2 separate regions of the Mus musculus genome follow, and region 1 is linked to region 2. A link is a contact called in public HiChIP or PLAC-seq data. All regions are on one chromosome and are shown on one strand. Each heading gives the region's core, a stretch centred on a gene start, on an enhancer-like site or on the middle of the called end of the contact. The rest is flanking DNA. Distances are from core to core; before and after follow the strand shown. Region 1 has its middle 25 kb from the start of Il7r. Region 2 overlaps Capsl (calcyphosine-like).

Region 1 (2,841 bases), core at 11-2,510, 100 kb after region 2:
CCGGGGCCTAGCAAACACAGAAGTGGATGCTCACAGTCAGCTAATGGATGGATCATAGGGCTCCCAATGGAGGAGCTAGAGAAAGTAGCCAAGGAGCTAAAGGGATCTGCAACCCTATAGGTGGAACAACATTATGAACTAACCAGTACCCCGGAGCTCTTGACTCTAGCTGCATATGTATCAAAAGATGGCCTAGTCAGCCATCACTGGAAAGAGAGGCCCATTGGACTTGCAAACTTTATATGCCCCAGTACAGGGGAACGCCAGGGCCAAAAAGGGGGAGTGGGTGGGCAGGGGAGTGGGGGTGGGTGGATATGGGGGACTTTTGGTATAGCATTGGAAATGTAAATGAGCTAAATACCTAATAAAAATGGAAAAAAAAAATATATATATAAATCAAGCACCCTCTGGAGCTCAGATTTCTCTTCCCTATCTAGATGACCTAAGGACAACTCCGCACTGAACTGTTGCCACTCATCTTGGATCCCTTTCCTTGTCAACCTTAGGCCCAACTGGCAATCTGCTCTTCCCACATCCCAAGCCCACCTTCTGTGGTCAAGATTCCTATCTGTTTTCACAACCTATGTTTGTGCTAAAATGTTCTCACTCTGCACTGCATCCATCTGTAGGATGAGTGTTCTTTCTTACTACCTAGAGGACCTGCCCTCCTAGACTAGCCTTATGACTCTAGAAAGAAGCCTGTCATAGTCCCTATCCTGACCGCTATCATGTCCTCCATCCGATGTCACACGCACCATCTTGTCACATGTGCTGTATGCCACTCACACAGTCATTCTTGCCAGCACTGTGTCACAGAACTGTCTGAGAACTGGTTCAGTACAGTGGTGAGCAATACAGCAGATTCTCCTCTAAGATCTATTTTCAATACCAGGAACAATTTTCTTCCATATTTTTTGTGATATTATATTTCTTCTCTTTTTTCTGTTTTTAATTTTATTTATTCTTTAATCCTTTTTTTTTTTTTACTGTACAGGCTTTATCCCCCTCCAGGTCCACTGCTGACTGTTTCACATCCCACCACATCCCCTGTCTCCAAGAGGATTCTCCCACACCAACCCCCCCACCAGCCTTCCCCACTTCCTGGGGCTCCATGTCTCTGGAGGATTAGGTGCATCTTCTCTGACTGGGACCAAACCTGGCAATCCTCTGTTGTATGTGTGTTGGGGGCCTCATATAAGCTGTTGTGTGCAGCCTGCGTCTGCACGATCAGTGTCTGAGCAATCTCATGGGTCCAGGTTAGTTGAGACTGCTGGTCTTCCTGTGGGGTTGCCCTCTTCCTTAGGTTCTTCAGCTTTTCAACCACAGGAGTCAGTAGCTTCTGTCCATTGGTTAAGTGTAAATATCTGCATCTGACTCTTTCAGCTGCTTGTTGGGTCTCTCAGAGGGCAGCCATGCTAGCTTCCTGTCTGTAAGCACACCATAGCATCAGTATTAGTGTCAGGCCTTGGGGCCTCCCCCTTAGCTGGATCCTAATTTGGACCTGTTATTGAAACTCCTTTTCCTCAGGCTCTTCTCCATTTTTATCCCTGAAGTTCTTTCAGACAGGAACAATTCTGGGTCAGAGTTTTTGATTGTGGCATGGCAACCACATCCTTTCACTTGATGCCCTGTCTTTCTACTGGAGGTGGACTCTATAAGTTCCCTCTCCCCACTGTAGGGCATTTTACCTAAGGTCCCTCCCTTTGAGACCTGAGAGTCTCTCATCTCCCAAGTCTCTGGTACATTCCAGAGGGTCCCCCAATCTCCTCCCTCCTGAGGTTGCCAATTTCTATTCTTTTTGCTGGCCCATGGGGCTTCAGCCCTGTTCTCCCCCAATACCTGATCCTGTTTCTCTCTTCCACTCCCTATCCTCTTTCCCAACCACATCTGAAAAGCTAGTGGTTACTGTTAAGGTGTGTATGCCACTGTTGTACCTTTATGGATATTGTGCTGTGTTGATTATTATTGTAGTTCACAAGCATCATAGCTGTATAAGACTATTAGTTGCTTCTCTTCTTCAGAAGCTTGCATCTGGCACCATGGAAACTAGCCCTCAGGGAGAAGGCTTTCAGGTCTGCTAACTCTGTCTGAAATGTGTGGTATCTCCAGCAATAGGGATTTATGTTCAACCTCTGGAAAGAAATATTCAAGGGCAGTAGAAAGAGTCTATAATGTTTTGAGATTCTCTTGGACAATCCTGTCTAACAACTATTGACAAAGATATTATACTTTATCATCATGTTGTGAATGACTAAAATCACAGCATTACCATAGGAAGAGATGAATCAGAGTACAGAAGACGTGATTTAAGAATTACACATGACTCATGACTCATGAGATTCCCATAAAGTTGACCAAGATCTCATATGTCACGTCACATGGTGATATGATCATATATGTACATATGAGTCAGAGATAGTTCATCTTTAAAACTGTCCTGCATTTCACAGTGCTATGAAGTGTGATGGCGAGCATGTCTGACCAAGAGGACACTGCACTGACAGTTTCTTTTTGGGCATTGGGGCTTGGGCAGGATTACCATGTGGCTGAGTGAATATTGGTTAGCTCTGTCATACACAGTGGGTGAATATCTGGAGAAAATTCAGGCATGTGTTTAGAGATCTTAAGGGGGGAATAAAAGAACATAGGGACCAAAGGAGGAAGGACAATGCCATGACCTGAGAGCAAACTGAGTCTTGGGGTCCCTTACTATGTGTTTTCATAAATGATAGATAGCTCTGAAACCTATTCTAAAGAAACTTGCAGCAAATCAGCATGATACACATACGCATACACATGTATATGTACATATATATTATACACACACACACACACACACAC
Region 2 (2,832 bases), core at 96-2,595:
ATTCATTTGTCCATCTATCTTTCTGTATGTTTAAAAAATTCCTTATGACACATATCATTCTTTTCTCTTTTCACGTGATAGTCAAAATAAATTTATCTTTATTGTAAAAAAAAAAAAAAAAGAAAGAAAGAAAAGAAAACAAGAAAAAGACATGCTCTCAGAAGCAGATCCCTGCAATTGCAACTTTCCACATCTCATCCGACAAGAACGCTGGAAATCCTGGCTGAGAACTCTGTCAGGGGCAGCAGCCAACTGTACAAAAGAGCGATGGAGTGAGCAAGCCAGCTTGGCCCCAGTGCACCAGTCTCCTTTGTGGCTGGCTACTCCACTCAGCCTCTGTTCCAGATCTCCCAGTCACTGCCTTCTGCTGCTCTGTGGATATCCCCTTCACTTGCCATTGTGTGTGTAGCTGGGCGAGGGTAGGGAGAGGTAGAGGCAATCAACAGCTTTGTAACCCTAGTCTTCCCTTCCCCTCAAACTCCCAGTTCAGTCACTTGCCATTTTAAATGAATTCATCACTGTCCAAAGGGTCCAGCTGTCATATTGGATGCACCAGGCTCCACTTGGTCGCACACCTTATCTTCTGTACCTTCTCTTCAATTCACCCACAGGGTTCTCTACATCACTGTTCTTTCCTTTTTGTAAGCACTGTAGTCCACCTTCATCCCTTAGTCTCATCCTAAGCTCCTTTGAATTGGAAGTCAGTTACCTGGCTGGTTTTATACTTTCCCCATCTCTCCTTCCAACACTTCCTTTCAGTCTCCACCAGCCTTCCATGGTTTGGTTCAGCAGTTCAGACCACTTGCTGCCCTTCCAGAAGACCCTAGGTCAGATCTCAACACTCATGTCAGGCAGCTCAAACCTACCCACAACCAGATTCAGAGCGTCCAGCTCTCTCCTGTCCTCCTTGTGTACCCTTACACATGTGACATACATGTCCATGGACACATACAAAGGGAATGAAAATAAAGATTGGTCCACTTATGTTATTTACTCTTCTGCTTTGTCCAAAGCATGTGGTACAGCAATCGTCTAAAATATATGGTGCTCTGCCTTGTCAGAGTCTCATAGCTCTAGCCTTGATAACTTTTACCTTCTATTATGAGTAAAATGTAGGCATTGTGACACCTCAGAAAGTCCGTGTGCTGGGCTGTGATATCTGCGTCCTTGGATAGCTCGGTCATGGAACTAGAGGGGGATTCCAGGCCATCTGTGTCCTCCGTTGCCCCACACCTAGCAAACTGGTTAGAGGTAATGAATCTCTCAGACATCCATAGAAGACATGGACAGAACTGTGCCTCTGATGAGAGAACTGTACATATGCTGAGCCAACACATGGTGGTGCTGTGGTCACATGCGTCAGAAAGGACTCCTTTGTAGGCCAAGTCCAACCTGACATATGTTGTGCTCAAAGGGTCTTTTGGATTCAGAAACACTTTAGTGTGGGGTGTGATGTCAGTGACATCATGATATTGTATCCAGAGGCTGCATGTGCCATTGAAACCTCAGATCTCTTGAGTGTGTATTTCTTTATCAGAAATAGGACTCTATCCTGCCTTTCTTTCAAACCCCAGGTCCTGAAAACTTTTTTTGTCCTGTTCTGCTTTAATATTAGGCCTCAGAATTCAAATTAAGAGCGTGGTTCTTTCAGGTACCCCTCTTTCCTCCTGGCCTGAGATGGTACATTGAAAAGAGGACATAACGTAGTAAATATTGGTTGTTTGTCGATGAGTTGAGGGACCAAATTATGGAGAAGGATGGTTAATATGGGCATTTCAAACACCATGCTTGGCTATAATTTCCCCCCTGAATTTATCAAGTCATATTCAGAGATATCAGCTTACATCATCCCTGGTAGAATTGGCCTCAGAAGGCAGAAGTAGGCAGAGTCCCAATTCCCAGTATCTGCTCTTCCCAAACTCTGTTTTTATTTTGCATAAGAAAGTGCCAGAAAAATTCACTTACATGCTGATACACATGGTGGAAGAGAAAGAGTTCTGCTAAGACTCAAAAGTCCAATGTCTGCTGTTTGAGGCCACTTGCAGGAAAGTTATTTTACCAATCTATACTTTGGTTCCTGTTCCTAATGTGCACCCACCTTTCATGCATCAATAGCACTTTTGAGTAGGATCTCTGAGATAAAAATTAAAGTTAAAGGAAGTCTACAGGTGGGATCTCCATATTGACTATAGTATGGCTTGACAAAAGAGCAAAGGGTCCTGGAGCTAGCATGCTCCTGCTGTGGTATGTGATGCCTGCTGTGTCCCTCATCAGATGCTGAGCAGATCCTGGTGCTGTGTGTTCTCTGGTCCATATTGTCATAAGCAGTGAATAGTGGAGACTTTGGGGGGTAAGCTCATATTCACCATGAATAGGTTTAAAGGACTCCTTTGTAGGCCAAGTCCAACCTGACATATGTTGTGCTCAAAGGGTCTTTTGGATTCAGAAACACTTTAGTGTGGGGTGTGATGTCAGTGACATCATGATATTGTCAGAAATCAGGTCTCTAGGATTTTGGTCTTGGGCTTTTTCCACTGAAGTAAGAGCTGTGCGAACTAAGTCTGGACTGCCCAGGTTACCTTCTTCTATATCTGAATATTTATTACACAAACAAAAACAAATGGAGAAAGGTGTGAGTGTGTGTGTGTGTGTGTGTGTGTGTGTGTGTGTGTGTGAGAGAGAGAGAGAGAGAGAGAGAGAGAGAGAGAGAGATGGAGACAGAGACAGAGACAGAGAGGGGGAGAGAATTGGTTTATCAATTTTCTTATAAACCTTGTTAGGTATTGAGGCTATTAACCTCCTAAAGGGAATATATGAGTTACTGCTAAGCAT

What was found. HiChIP or PLAC-seq counts read pairs in DNA pulled down with a chosen protein or histone mark.
Region 1: a contact with region 2 is called in a BATF HiChIP or PLAC-seq map of CD8 T cells, with 8 read pairs. The contact joins two enhancer-like sites. A contact is called at or near these places in 1 of 15 datasets of contacts at CTCF or cohesin (large pre-B cells), 3 of 484 Hi-C or Micro-C datasets (the CH12 cell line, Th1 cells and Th2 cells), 3 of 115 datasets of contacts at active chromatin or transcription factors (CD8 T cells, large pre-B cells and regulatory T cells) and 1 of 9 other capture datasets (embryonic stem cells).

The regions. Positions count from the first base shown.
Region 1 is chr15:9,553,756-9,556,596 of GRCm38.p6, forward strand. No RefSeq gene overlaps it. Among named protein-coding and RNA genes, the nearest start is that of Il7r, 25 kb to the left of the region's middle. Within about 2 kb of position 1,261, at least 24 of the 459 cell types and tissues checked have an H3K27ac peak or open chromatin away from gene starts, as enhancers often do. A contact at or near this core is called in CD8 T cells and Th2 cells, where this site is marked.
Region 2 is chr15:9,454,101-9,456,932 of GRCm38.p6, forward strand. The region is part of intron 1 of Capsl (calcyphosine-like); the gene reads left to right. Among named protein-coding and RNA genes, the nearest start is that of Capsl, 19 kb to the left of the region's middle. Within about 2 kb of position 1,346, at least 86 of the 459 cell types and tissues checked have an H3K27ac peak or open chromatin away from gene starts, as enhancers often do. A contact at or near this core is called in CD8 T cells and Th2 cells, where this site is marked.